2 separate regions of the Sus scrofa genome follow, and region 2 is linked to region 1. Evidence: chromatin contacts called from public HiChIP or PLAC-seq data. All regions are on one chromosome and are shown on one strand. Each heading gives the region's core, a stretch centred on a gene start, on an enhancer-like site or on the middle of the called end of the contact. The rest is flanking DNA. Distances are from core to core; before and after follow the strand shown. Region 1 holds the start of UGGT1 (UDP-glucose:glycoprotein glucosyltransferase 1). Region 2 holds the start of PRPF40A (pre-mRNA processing factor 40 homolog A).

Region 1 (7,457 bases), core at 3,118-5,617:
TTGACTACTGTAAATAGTGCTGCTATGAATATTGAAATGCATGCATCTTTTCAAATTAGATTCTTTTCCCCAGATATATGTCCAGGAGTGGGATTTTTGGATCATAGGGTAACTCTATTTTTACTTTTTAAAGGAATCTCCATATTATTCTCCATATTGGCTGCACCAATAGTGTAGGAGGGTTCCCTTTTCTCCACACCTTCTCTAGCATTTGATTCTTATAGACTTTTTATTTTTTATTTTATTGTTTGTCTTTTTAGGGCCACACCCATGGCATATGGAGGTTCCCAGGCTAGGGGTTGAATTGGAGCTACAGCTGCTGGCCTATGCCAGAGCCACGGCAATGCCAGATCTGAGCCACATCTGTGACCTACACCACAGCTCATGGCAACGCCGGGTCCTTACCCCACTTATCGAGGCCAGGGATCAAACCTGCAACCTCATGGTTCTGCTGCGCCAAGATGGGAACTCCCTGGAAATCCTAGAATTTTAAAGTAACTTTGTTTAATATGTTAGAGGCTTTGACAGAAAAAGTGGACAACATAGGAAACGATTTCTTTGTGTCTTCAGATGGCAGAAAGCCAATGGAGCTATCTCAGATCTCTTTTTGTGTGAAGTTCTTCAATTTTTATATGTTATGACAAACATTTTCACAGGACTTGTAGAGCCTTTTGCAATTTGCCAAGTGCTTGACATATCTTTAAATTTTTATCATAGTCCAGGAGTTCCCTGGCCACCTAGTGCTTAAAGATCTGGCATTGTCCCTGCTGTGGTGTGGGTCTGATCCTTGCCCTTGGAACTTCTGCAGAAAGGTTTATATTTTTTTATTTTTATTTTTTTTAAATAAGAGCACTAATCCCATTCATGAGGGCTCCACCCTCATGATCTGGCATATGGAGCATTAACTGTGATGTAAACTATGGACTTTAGTTAATAATAATTTATAAGTGTTATTTCCACAATGTTGCGTTTTGAGAGTCTCTCTAATACATTTTATTTTATTTATTTATTTATTTTTGTCTTTTTGCCATTTCTTGGGCCACTCCCACGGCATATGGAGGTTCCCAGGATAGGGGTCTAATCGGAGCTGTAGCTGCCAGCCTATGCCAGAGCCACAGCAATGCAGGATCTGAGCCGCGTCTGCGACCTACACCACAGCTCACGGCAACGCTGGGTCGTTAACCCACTGAGCAAGGGCAGGGACCGAACCTGCAACATCGTGGTTCCTAGTCGGATTTGTTAACCACTGCACCACGACAGGAACTCCGACAATTATATTCTTTTCTTTTTTTTTTTTTTTTTTTTGTCTTTTGAGGGCTGCACCTGTGGCATATGGAGGTTCCCAGGCTAGGGGTCTAATTGGAGCTGTTGTCGCCTGCCTACACCACAGCCACAGCAACGCCAGATCCCTAACCCACTGAGTGAGGCCAGGGATGGAACCTGCAACCTCATGGTTCCTAGTTTCCACTGTGTCACTCCTTTTTTTTTTTTTTTTTTTTTTTTTAAGGGACACACCATGGCATATGTAAATTCCCAGGCTAGGGGTGGAATAGGAGCTACAGCTGTCGGCCTATGCCACAGCCACCGCAACACCAGATCTGAGCTGTGTTTGCAGCCTATACAACAGCGCAAGGCAACCCCAGTTCCTTAACCAACTGAACAGGGCCAGGGATTGAACCTGCATCCTCATGGATGCTAGTCGGGTTCATCACCGCTGAGCCACAACAGGAACTCAGAGTTATTTTATTTGAGGATTATTCTAAATATTCCACTATGCCGATGTTACTGTAATGTACCCCACTAATGCAAGATGTTACTAACACTGGAAACTCTATTAGGTGTCCCGTGTTTGGATGGGATGGATATATGGAACTGTATGTAATATCTGCTCAATTATTCTGTCAAATTAAAACTACTCTAAAGATAGAGTCTATCAATTATTTTTATCCATTATTTTTAAAAGCTTGAGTCTCATTTTTATTTATCTTATAATGAGAAAAAAGACTTTGGGTTTTTTTGGGCCGTGGCCACAGCATATGGAAGGGATCGAACCCAAGCCACAGCAGTGATAATGCCAGATTCTTAACTGCTAGGCTGCTGGGGAACTCCTGATTTTTCCTTTTAAAAAAGAGTATTATTTTAAGACTTTAGATCAGTTTTAGATGTATAGAAAAATGAGCTGAGAGTACAGATAATTCTTGTATACCTACCTCTGAGGCCACATATGAGCCACTTCCTCTGCTACTTTTTCTTTTTTTTTTTAGGGCTGCACCTGTGGTACATGGAAGTTCCCAGGCTAGGGGCTGAATCGCAGTTACAGCTGCCAGTCCACACTGCAGCCACAGCGACACCGGATCTGAGGTGCATCTGTGACCTACACTAAAGCTCATGGCAATGCTGGATCCCTGATCCACTGAGTAAGACCAGGGATTGAACCCATGTCCTCGTGGATTCTAGTGGTGTTCTTTACCACTGAGCCAGGATGGGAACTCTCACAATTTCCCCCACTATTAATAGTGGTAACTACATTTGCTACAACTGATAGACCTAAATTGACATACCCTTACCACTCAAAGTCCATAGTTTACCTTAGGGTTTACTTCTGATGTTGTACATTCCGTGGGTTTGACAATGTCTACATATACCCATCATGAGAATATCATCCAGAATGCTTTCACTGCCTTAAAAATCATCCTCCCTCCCGCAACTCTTTAGAAATCTTTGTGGTGTTGGAAGAGTTCTTGAGTTTTAGTGGTGGTTACCCAAATCTATACAACTGTTAAAATGACAAAATTATACAAACACATTGTACAAATCTCAGATTTCTGGTTTTGATACTGTACTATAGTTCTTTGAGATGTAACTGCTAGGAGCACTTGGTGAATGGTGCATGGGACTTCACTGTACTATCTCTGCAACTTCTTGTGAATCTGTAATTATCTCAAAAAGTTAAAACAATTTTAAAAAATCTGTTTTTTGGTGAAATAAAATTGCACTGAACTTTCTGAGAAAAATTTAGCGAAACAGAAACTCAACTTTCTTAGAAATTCTGTACTATCACTTATTAACTAAGCAAAGGTTGGTGGTGTTTATACATCAATAGCAGAAGACCAAGTTAAAACAGAGAGTGAAAAGCTCTGTAAAGTGGTGAATTAGAAAACAATTCTTGGGAGTTCCCATCGTGGCTCAGTGGTTGATGAACCCAACTAGCATCCATGAGGACAAGGGTTCCACCCCTGGCCTTGGTCAGTGGGTTACGGATCTGGCATTATTATGAGCTGTGGTGTAGGTCACAAACGTGGCTCAGATCCCAAGTTGCTGTGGTCTGGTGAAGGCTGGAGGCCACAGCTCCTAGCCTGGGAACTTCCATATGCCGCTGGTGCAGCCCTAAAAGACAAAAAAAAAAAAAAAAAAAAGAAAGAAAACAATTCTCTTTTTTTGTGGAAAGCATCACATGAAAAGGGGCAAAAAACACACAATGGACAGCCACTAACACAAAATCTCCCTCAAGAAATAAACTTAAAATGGTCATTTCCAGTTCTTAAAATTATCTGCACTCCTTTTATTCCAGCAAGGAACTGAAAACCCAACAGTCAGCTAGAGGTTCTTAAGCACAGTACAAATTGAGGGGGGTGTTTTAGTCCTTGTTCTGTCTGGCATTCTCAAGGGAAGGACTGTACGCCACAATCGAGTCAGTTAAAATTGTACACTTTCTTAAATTACTTTTTAATGTACTTTTGGTTTCTAGTTCACTTTATTAGTTAAAAAATACCCTCCAAAGATGTATTCATATCTGGCGGCTAAAATGATCTGCCCAATGTCACATATGCTAAAACAATTTTACACAGATTTATATTTTCAAAAAAAAAAAAAAAAAAGAAGCAAAGGACAAAGTAATCATTGCAGATTAAGTTGCCACTGACCGTATAAAATAAGCTAAATCGTTTCATAAAATTTAAAAAAATCTTCCTTTCCCTTGCTCCCTGGAACGAAAGCTATCGAAATCTAAGGTTTAAAATAAAGTCGAAGATGCTCAAAAACATTGTCACTTTGTCCTTTACTGTGCAACAGCTTTTTTAATAAAGGGTTTAAGGAAGTAGACTTTGAAGCTCCTCCGAGTCCCAATCTGCAAAAAGTATGAAACCCCTTTCCGGTCGCACCACGTGGTGAAGCTTTTGGGTCTTAGCTGCCTGCCTAAACAACGCCCCAGGACTTGCAGACCCGAGCCTCCGTGGCTATACTAAACAGCTGGAAGCTACAAAAGAGGCGTGGCCTTCTCGGATGTAAGATGGCGGCCGCGCGACGCTCTGGGCGGTCCCCGCCGTGACTCAGTAGCCGGAAGTCCTCCGACTCCAGCCAGTAGGAAGCGGAAGTAAAGGGCGGTCGGCTGCTGGTCTTTAGCTTTGCGAGGCCGGCTTGTGAGCCGAGCCGCGGGAAAGGCGCGTGTCGGCCGCTCACTGGCGCAGCTGCTGCCCTCTCCGCAGCTGCCCCGCCCCACCCCGCTCCACCCTGCTCCGGCCTTGTCCCAGGTGCCGTCGCAGACGGAGCGCGGCCCCGGCATGGGCTGGAAAGGGGCTGCGGGCGGCGCGTGTGCCGCCGCTGCGCGGCCGGTGACAGGTACCCCTTGGGTGGCGTGGGACGGTCTCGCGGTCAGGAGAGGGTCTGGGGCACGAGGCGATTCCGTGTCCCGGTCACCTTGCGCTTCCGTTTCTTCCCTGACTCAGTTTCCCCTCCCGTGTCCCAACCTTCCCCCCTCAATGCGAGTGACCCGAGTTATCCCTCAGTGTCTTCTGGGCAAGGTATCGTTTGTGCGAGGGTAGCCGCAGGCTCTCTCTACCCCTTTGAGCCTTCATAGAAGAGCTTGGAGACCCATGTGCTCAAGTGCAGACGCAGGTGGGGGAAGTGCCCTGACATGCATTTAGATTAAGCCTGACCCTAAGTAGGTTGAGAACCAGCAGTTTGCAGGACCCCGATAGGAGAACGAACGGAACTTTTTATAGATTTCTCTTTTCCCTAAAATGAATTCAGGTGCTGAATATAGGTTGCCGTTTTCATTTAATACGAGGATCCGTTGGCTGGAAATTGGATGATCCGGTTTCACTTTTAGTGTGGGACCTGCCAGAGGAGTAAGATCTGCGTACATCGCCAATAAGTTATGGGTGTGAACTGTTCATGTTCTTTGGCCAGAAACTCTAGATTGTTTTGCATTTCTTGCCAGATTTGAGAACTAGCATATTTTGTTCATTGGAGGTCGTGGGGTCTTATGCCTTCCTGTGCTACACTATTTTGGAAAAATTCATCATGCGCTTGGCTGTCCAATTGTAGTGTGATGTTTGAAGACATTTTAAATAGCTATATGACAACACTACAAAATTTGGGATAATTATAGCCTTTCCATTTGACTTGCTTTTGATGAACTTAGCTGAAACTCATTTTTATTAAAGGAAATAAACATTGCTTTGTACAGTACCATGGCGTCTTCACAATGCATGTTTAACTTGAGGGAAATAAACTGGAGAAAATTCTATTAGACTTTTTCTCCAGTTACTGGTGGTCGTTTTCATATCAGATATACAATATCTCTTTTTAATTGGAAATTAGGTGTTTTTGGTTCAGGGCAAATGAGTTTTGCTAAAAGGTATAAATGTATATTAAGTTTAATTATTTCAGAAGTAAGTTTATTTCTCAAGAGTGAGTACTTCCTAATATTTTCCCTCGCTCTTGTCATACATGTTGAAACTCAGATGGCTGTTTTTTTACTTGGAGGGTGCAAGTGGTTTTTTTAAAATTTTATTTTAAAGCATTTGGTAGCTATTTTCTTCAACTTAAAAATGGAGAAAAAAGATTGGTACTGATTAGAATCTTATGCCTCTTCTGTTTTCCAAAAGTGAAAAACATTTGCCATAATATAACTTTGATAAGTATTTCTGATATCTTACTGTAGATAAATGAACATGGGATAGTATCTTTAATTTAAACTAAAGAAACTGGGCCACACACTCAATCTTGCAGATGATACATTTGGGCCCAGAACTTATTGAAGACTTTTTAATTTGTCCATCATGGCATAAGCATTATGCCTATGATTATGCAGTGCCACATTGCAGATTCTGACAGCTGTCATTTCCTAGACTATTCCTTTTTATAAGCAACCTTTAGTCAGGACCACTAGGGTCAGGTTGATAAGGGGTCTTTTAAAAGGAAGGTATCCTCAAACAAAAGGCCCCTCGGTGAGGTTCTTACCTTCTGCTCCTCTGGACAGCCTTTTCTTCTGGTGTTATCTGTGGTGTCAAGGATGTGGGGTCTGGATGGGAAAATTCTTCTTCAATGTATAGCTTTCTTCCCTTTCCCATCTCTAATGGTGCTATGCTGTGTCCGAAGAACTTTCTGTCTCTTTAAGACAGAGCGAGGGGATCTCTGGGTGAGTCATGGTGCTTATTGTTTTCATTTTCACTCTTTTTAAGTCCTAGGTTTTCGGTAGCATCTTTGCTTGTGGTGCCACCTTCCACTGGCTTTCACTCATCCCTTAATGAACAGTCTGTGTTGATTTTATTTTCAGTGCCTCCTGTGTTCCAGGCATTTTGCTAGGCATGTGACTGTGGCAGACAGAACTCTCTGCTCTGGAGGAGATCACATTTGGTCCCCAAAGCCAGCCCAAGTGTGGATCTGTCAGTGGTTGCTAGATTTGGTTTAGTCCCAACTTCAGACCCACACTGTTAGTGTTAAGATTGAAACTCTAGCTCTCTCACCCACCTGAGTCTGAAGGACTCTGCCTGTAGAAAATCCTTGGACTTACCTTGGGTCTCATAATAAAGCCCTTTGCTATGTCTGGGTCTCCACAGGATGAATTCTCACTCCTTCTTAAAGCCGGAGAACCAGGGCAGATAGCATGCCATTGGAGAACTTTGGAAAACAGGCAAATGTGGGTTCCAAGCATGGCTGTATATTATTTGGTCAAGTAACTTAGCCTCTCTGAGCTTCCATGTTGTTATTTTTAAAGTGGAGATGCTCCTGTGTCACCATTATGCAGCCTATTTATGGACCATCTGCTGTTTGCCAGGCACTGTGCTGTTCGATGTGGTGAACAGAGTGAACAAGGCTGCACCCTCAGGAGCTGCAGTCTCCTGGGCCATCATTTGGAAGGGCGGGGAGCTGGTGTTTGCAGAGCACTGGCAGTGGTGCTGCCAGGAGTGTAATTGCTCTGTAAATGCGGGCATTTCCACGGGGCCTTCTGACACTCTCAGTCCCCTCCCCACCCTCTGCATGCAGTGTACCCTGTAGTAGCATCCCATTTTTCATCCGGGATCAGTCAGCACTGTTGGGGGATTATAGATCTAGGTCCCATCAGGAAAAAATTGTAAACATAGCTGTAGCATAATACTACTTGAACACAGTTCATGTGTGCAGTCTCTAGTTTAGAAACTTAGTTTGGGGATAGGATTTTTTTTTTCCCCCTA
Region 2 (7,457 bases), core at 1,421-3,920, 1.2 Mb before region 1:
TAGAGGAATGAAACATTGTCAAAGTTTGACATTGAGTTTACACCCAATACTATTGTTTGAAGAGGTAAAACTCATAATTAACTTGCCAATTAGTCTTCTCTATGAAAATCCAGCATGGTAATCTGCTACATGCACCTGCAGCCCACAAGGGGCTTGGAAGCAATGAGGAAAAATAAAAACTTGAATTAAACTGACTCGGATAACAATGCGTTGGATGCTTTTCATACTAAGGTAGTTTTGTTTTTTTCTTTTTCAGTAACTTAGCCAAAGTCACACATCAGTGAGAACTGAGATTTAAACTCAGGTCTGATTCCTTCCACTGCAATATAAATTACCTAACCACATAATATATTCATATAAGCTGTGGAAAACCTTTCAAGGCACATCTGTTCCAATCTGGCCAATATTTCAACTTAAGACACCGGGAAATAAAACTATCAATCGGAGAAAAAACAGACTCAAGATCCCGCAACAGAACTTTACCACTACACTGGGTGCAAACCTAAGACGAAACCGAGAGGTACTAATTTTATCTATACAAGAGAAATTTGGGTTGTAGGATGCAAATCCTTGTCCTTCAGGAATTCCTTAAGTGTACAGAGGAATCAGTGTATTACACACATCTTTAATCATTTGCAGATTAAAGTCTTTGAACTTGCATAGCCTACTTTAATTACACTTTTCACCGTCTTCCTTTAATGATGGTTGTCTTGAATTTTGCTTAAGTTTGCTAAGGTTTTACCCCAAGTGTTCACTGACTTTAAGATACTTTTTCTCTTTTTCATGACTACCCACTTAATGAAGACCCTTTCTTAAAATAGGTCTCCTGACCACAGACCAAGGTCTTCCACCTTTAAGAAAAAGAAAACAAAACGGGAAGGCCAAAAAATGCGGATGAGGACTCTGGATGGAAGTCGCTACAGCTTGGTGGCCTTTGATAGGGAGAAGGAGCTGAAGCCGAGAGCCACGTCCAACCTCAGCTTAAAAAACTATACAGTTTCTGGACTTCAGTACCTTTTACGATCAGGTAGGTGATGGCGAGGAGGAAGGCAAGGAGGATGGCGAACAGCAGCGAACAGAGAATTGAGAGGACCTGGACCGGCCAGCGCCGAGCTCGGGTTCGACCGCCCGCATCCGCCAAGATGCCATTCCGCTTATCCGCCAGGAGGGAAGACCCGTCCCCATCTGGCCGGAGGAGCGAGTCCTTTCTAGGTTCGGGCGACGCCCTGGCCGAGAATTCCGCTCGCAGGTCACGGGCTACTCGGTCGCATCCCTCCTCCTCATCGACTTCACCCTCACCCCAGCTGTCTCCCTGAGTGGAAGCGGAAAATGCCGGCCGAGCGAACGGGACAGGGGTACCCGGACGACGGCGCAGAGGGGCCGGGCGCCTCCCGCTCTCCACGAACGACATGGCGGGAAAGACAGTGAGGCCCAGAGAGCGAGCGTTGTTCACCAGCCCCTCCCCGCGGTCCCAGCAGCCAATCAACGGCCCCCCCCCGGCCTAAACCACCAGACAGAGGCGCGCAGGGGTGCGCAAGGGTGGGCGGCTGGGCGGGTAAGGTGCTGTGGAGTTGGAGAGGCTGGGCGTCCCAGGATCAGGGTACTACCCTCAAGCTGTAGGAGGGAAGGCGAGCAGAGAAGAGCGCAGAGGGGAGGAAAGAAGAGGCCGAAGGCAGTCAAGTCCCCTATCCCTGCACAGGTTCGTCTCGCCCTGAGACCTCGGCCATCGCAGCGTCGCCTCTAAGCAAGAGCGCGGCCCGGCAGCCCCAAAGTCGCACCTTCGTGGCACCCGGTCCTAGCGCCCGCCATGCGCCCTAATACACATTACCGACTCAATTTGTTTTCTCACTTTTACGCCTTACACTCGCTCCTACCTCCACCCCCGCTTCCCTCCACGGCAGTTCACCACCCCGCACCCTCACCTCCCTTAACAGCCCATTCCTCCTTCCCTTACGTTTTGTTCTCCCCGCCCCACTACAACTTCCCACCACGCAGCTTGGCACGCCTCCGGCTCCCCTCACTCCCCTATCCCGGCGCCCGCTCCCCAGTTGGATCTTACGGAGATCGAACCTTCTCAAGACCCCTCCTCTAGCCTTCTTCGCCCCCTCCCTCCAACTCGATCCGCCCCCCGCGCGCGCGCGCGCGCGCGTATCCGGCCACCGCTAACGCTAGAAGCTTTCCCCACCCCCACCCCCACCCTACCATCCCACCCCACCCTACCACCCCACCCCACCCCAGGCGGCCTCAGGTTTGTGGGGGCGTACGTAACTCGGGCGGGGGGTGAAGGTGGCAGAACCCCACTGCCCCACCCCCTTCGGGGTGAGGCGAACTAAGCTCGGGAGGCTGAGACACAGACGTCTTCCCTTCCCTGGGGTAAGTTACTGGAGTTTTTCCCCAAGAGGACTTGCAACAGAAACTTCCTCCGTCCCCCTCCCCCCTCCATGCAGGCGACGCCGAGTGAGGCTGAGGTTGGGAGCGAATCGCCGAAGAGCTGCGTGTCGGCAGCGCAGTCTGATTGGACAGCGGAGAAGCCTGTCAGCTTATTGGCCCCGCTGGTTCCGCCCCGTAGCGCAGGGCAGCCTTTAACCTTTGGCCCCAGTGGGCTCCAGCCACTCAGATCGCTTCTTGTTGGTATGTGTAGCGGCAGTGGCCGCCGGCGGAGCAGTCTGAGCCCGACGATGAGGCCGGGGACGGGAGCTGAGCGAGGAGGCCTCATGGTGAGTGAAATGGAGAGCCATCCTCCCTCGCGGGGTCCCGGGGACGGGGAGCGGAGATTGTCCGGCTCAAGCCTCTGCTCCAGCTCTTGGGTCTCTGCTGACGGCTTCCTGAGGAGACGGCCCTCGGTAAGGGATCGGTGGGGCAGGGGAAAGCGGCACAATGAAAACGGAGTCAGAGAGAGAGGAAGCTTTCTCCCAAAGGAGAAGAAGATGAGAGTGGACGAAGGAAGAGCTCGAGATGGTGGGATATGTTCCGGGGGAGAGAAATGGAGGGCGGGGGTGCACAAAGAAAAGGAAGTGGGACCCTGGAAGTTGCTGGTGGGTTTGGCCTAGGCAGTTGCGCGTTGGTTGTGCTGGTCGCGGGCGGGGTGAGCGTTTTGGAGAGGTAGGCCTGACTTAGCCGTGTTGGGGAGGCGGAGATTTGATTCTGTAGAGTCTAAAACAGGCTGCCAGAATTTCTTCACCTGTGTTAGTGGTGTCCGTAGCGGGAGGACAGCTGGGAGAATTGGCAGGAGATAGTTACCTGGTTTTAAGGCCTGGAACAATGAAGACACAGGTAAAGAAAGTAGTTGTCTTTTTATAGGAGCTCGTTAAGATGGATGAATTAGTTATTTACTTTAGTATCTATGAATGACAGACCTCGGTCTTTGGGATTTTTTTTTTTTTTTGGCATAAGTAATTTTTCTCAAAGATTCTGTTGTAAGTAGTATGTTTATGTATTAAGAGTGAAGTGTTCCTGAGGATCCATACTGTTGGTGTTTTATAAGGGTAGCCCTTATCTGAGTTAATTTGGTAACTTCGGCATTTTAAAGTTTAAAATCAATGTAGAAAGTAAGGATAAATGGCGCAATAAAATAAAAATAAGCTGTCTTATATCTGTGAAGTAGGACAAAGCTGTGGTTTTCACCATGATAGTTTTTAGGCTGGCGTTTAAACTGTATTCTCTCACTTTAGCAAGCCATTTAGTAATTGATTAAATCATCATGTTTTAAAAAATGAATTAGGTATCCAGTAATGATTTTAATTTTTTCCACTTTCTGAAATTTGCTAAGTTGCAGATTTAAGACCAGAAAGTAAATGTTGAATCAATAGTTTAGTCACATATTAGACAAATATAATGTTATGCGCATAACTGACTTGTTGAAGTCAGATTTTTGAGAAGCATTTATTAGTCTTCGTTAATTTTTGAGATGCATTTATCGGTCTTTGCTAATTTGTAAATTTTCCTTTTTTTTTTTTTTCTTTTTTTTTTTTTTTTTCAGATGGGGCACCCTAGCATGCATTATGCCCCAATGGGAATGCACCCTATGGGTCAGAGAGCGAATATGCCTCCTGTACCTCATGGAATGATGCCGCAAATGATGCCCCCTATGGGAGGGCCACCAATGGGACAAGTAAGAATGTTTTGTTTTACTATGTATTTATTTGTTTACTTTTTACCTCTGGTGTTCTTGTGTCAAAATTCAAAATCTGGGTCAATATTTGCAGCTGTTTTGAGTTTTAGTTTATGCCAAAATAATATTTTCAAATAAGTGAAATGTGGAATTGTGTCATTTACCAAATTTGTTTGTAATGGAAAGTCTTCTGTATGAGAGGTTAACTTTCTGAAGCAACAAAGCTGAGTTGTTTTTGTTTTGTTTAATTTGAAAGTAGCAATGTATACCTAGGCTTTTTAGTTTAATTACTTTTCCCCTCCAAGTATGTCAGTTGAAGTAAATATACTATGTCAATGTAATTTATATTGGTGGACCATGTCTATGCATAGAATCTGGAAATAGCAATTGTTTAAGCCTTTGGCTTAGAATGAATTTTATTCCTGAAATAGCTTCCTATTTGTGGTGTCTGTGTGGTGGGGGTGGGTGGAGGTGGGAAAGTTCTACTCTGATTTGGTTTTTCATAGGACGGTGCCATATAGTTCATTTTCCACTTACACTGTCTTGTGTCCTCGTTTTTTTTTAAATGCTTATTGCTTCCGCACTCCTGCTTTTGAGCTGTCCCTTCCATCTCCAACATAAATTGTAAACAGACATTTTGTGGGAGTGATTTGGACCAAAAGGTTTTAATGCTGATTCAGTGAATTCAACAGAACTGAATTCCTAGAAAAGCATCCTAGAAAGGTAACAGGTTCAATTACCATAACTAATTTTGTGCCCCCTCTGAGGTTCTATTATACCATATCTTTTGGTGGCTGAGTTCTTTCCATGTAGTATCACAATAAAGCATCAAATATTTAGGCTAACAAAAAATTTGGAAAGCCAATCAATTAGGTATGATCTTTTTGTTAATTAGTACTGTTTACTTTGATAATCATTTAAGCCTTGATGGTTTGAGTTACTGGTGAAATTATAGTGGAGAAAGGAGCTCTCTCTGTGTGCTTCTTTTTACATAAGAGTAGAAGAGCTTAATGTCAGGTGGTTTTCTTTTTTATTTGGAGTATAGCCCGTAATTTTGTATAAAAGTCTTTATTCAAAGACACTATGCCCAGAAGATTCTGCCTTTAGGAGTTCTTTAAATAAAAAACTATTTATTCTGTTACTCTGGAATAATACAAGTTTTAAACTCCCTAGTTGATGGAGAAACAATTCTGATTTCCTCTTCTGTTTCTTTCCATCTCTAAACAGCAAGGAGCTCTTATTTTCTTAGTAGAGCTACTCTAACTAGATAATGAGCTTTAAAAAATATTTATTCTTTAAATGCTCTGGTTCTTATTTAAAATTAGTTTCTTTCCACAGAAAGATAAAATAAAACAATTTGCTACTGCCAGATGCTTCTCTCTTTTCTGGGGCCTTCTGTTTCCATTGGGCCAATCAAGGTAAGTTTTGCAAGGGATTGACCTGCTTACCCTTGCTGTATTGGTGCTATTGCACTATCAAAACCAAGATACCAGCTAGTTTTTCTAGTTCTATGCAGATCTTATTTTATTTTTTAAGTACTGTCATGTTTCTCATTGACATAAGCTGGTCACAGTTTGCTTTACGGCCCCTTCTCTTTAGCTGTATGGTGCCCATCTTCCTAGTAAGGTTACTTGCTACTTGGCTCACATCCATTCAGAAACTCTGAATTTTTACCGTACGGTTTTCTTCTACTTTTTTCCTAGGCCAGTATATGCCATGGGCCTTTAAGCTTACCTCATTATATTTAGATGTTTAGAAGTCTGTCTCTCTCTGTTGGCTCCTGTTAGGATAATGAATGAATGCCTTAGAGTTCAGCTCTGAGGGACTCAAGAGGACCCCTTTTTTTCCCTTTTAAATTAGATTATTCTTTTTTTTTCTTTCTTTCTTGATATCTAACAAATATTGGGCCCAAATCTTGGTAAAAATTCTTATTTTAACTTTGTTAACAGTCTGGGAGGGTATGGATAATATAAAAATCATGTAGTCCAGAAATCTGATTTAAAGCCCTATAAACAACTTCCTTAAAATAAAAAATATTTAGCAAAATTGATTCTTTTTTCCACATCATTTCCTCTGTCTACCCACCCTCAGAACTATTAGTAAGTGGTAAGTAGTCAGAAGGTAATGAGAAGAAATAGTGTGCCTGTATAGTTCACTGCAGTGATACACAGTTGTTAGGGATCAACTGCTATCTAATTTTAAAAAGTTAACTCAGGGAGTTCCCTTTGTGGCTGCAGCGGAAATGAATCCATTTAGTATCCATGAGGATGCGGGTTTGATCCCTGGCTTCGCTCAGTAAGTTAAGGATCTGGTGTTGCCGTGAGCTGTGGTCTAGGTCGCAGACCAGCTCAGATCTGGCGTTGCTGGGGCTGTGGTATAGGCCAGCAGCTGTAGCTCTGATTCGACCCCTACCCTGAGAACCTCCGTATGCTTTGGGTGTGGCCCTAAAAAGCAAAAAAAGTTATTTCTTAGACTTTGGGACTGTAGGTGCTGTAACTTTCATATATATTGCCTAGTTCACATTAATTTTTTTTTGAAATGAAGCAAATTATTTAGATTAAGAGAGTAGTTTGCATTTTGTTTTAATCCAAGAGAAAACCTAGATTGCCTTTTATGGAATTCAGCTTGAATCTATTAGTGGTAATAAATATTTAGAAATTATCAAATAGAGCTCAATAATACACTTTGAAGTTTATCTCAATTATCTATCATACAAGTTAAACTTGACTCTTACTGTACATTAAGTTCATTTGGGAAGCTATGCATCTGCTTTTACAGAATTATAGGATCTTACAGTTGGAAACTCAATTTGAGTAAGTTGGAAGATACCTTATGAGTTTATAAATGTTAATAACATAATAATTTTCCTGCTTGGTAGCAGTATGCAAATTTCCAGTAGAGATTTGTATTAAGATATAATTACATATGAAGCTGTCATCTTTTTCCCAATGTATTGTAAGTAATGTTTTGCTTTAAAATATTTTCATGTCTTACTCTTTTGTTGTCTTTTCTATATAAACCATCCTCATCACGGGTGGTTATGCCTTAACTTAAGCCCAGGAGAATCTGGCTTTTCTTTTTTTTTTTTTTTTTTTTTTTCCCATTAAATTTTTTTTCTTTTTTTTTTTTTAAGGACCATATTGTAGCATGTGGAAGTCCCCAGTCTGGGGGTCGAATCAGAGCTGCAGTTGCTGGCCTGCACCACAGCCAGAGCAATGCCAGATCCAAGCCATGTTTTTGACCTACACTGCAGCTTGCAGCAATGCTGAATCCTTAACCCACAGAGTTAGGCCAGGGGTTGAACCTGCATCCTCATAGATACTAGTTGGGTTCTTAACCCATTGAG

The links. HiChIP or PLAC-seq counts read pairs in DNA pulled down with a chosen protein or histone mark.
Region 2: a contact with region 1 is called in an H3K27ac HiChIP or PLAC-seq map of alveolar macrophages. The contact joins the promoter of PRPF40A here to the promoter of UGGT1 in region 1. A contact is called at or near these places in 1 of 47 Hi-C or Micro-C datasets (heart right ventricle) and 1 of 2 datasets of contacts at active chromatin or transcription factors (alveolar macrophages).

What each region holds. Positions count from the first base shown.
Region 1 is chr15:59,261,963-59,269,419 of Sscrofa11.1, reverse strand. UGGT1 (UDP-glucose:glycoprotein glucosyltransferase 1) reads left to right here and starts at 4,367. Exons shown (of 40, transcript XM_021075942.1): 1 at 4,367-4,617. The coding sequence starts at 4,560.
Region 2 is chr15:60,434,593-60,442,049 of Sscrofa11.1, reverse strand. PRPF40A (pre-mRNA processing factor 40 homolog A) reads left to right here and starts at 2,670. Exons shown (of 26, transcript NM_001244573.1): 1 at 2,670-2,843; 2 at 3,980-4,111. The coding sequence starts at 2,679. It overlaps ARL6IP6 (ADP-ribosylation factor-like protein 6-interacting protein 6), which reads right to left and starts at 2,462. Exons shown (of 4, transcript XM_001926700.7): 1 at 1,015-2,462. The coding sequence starts at 1,411.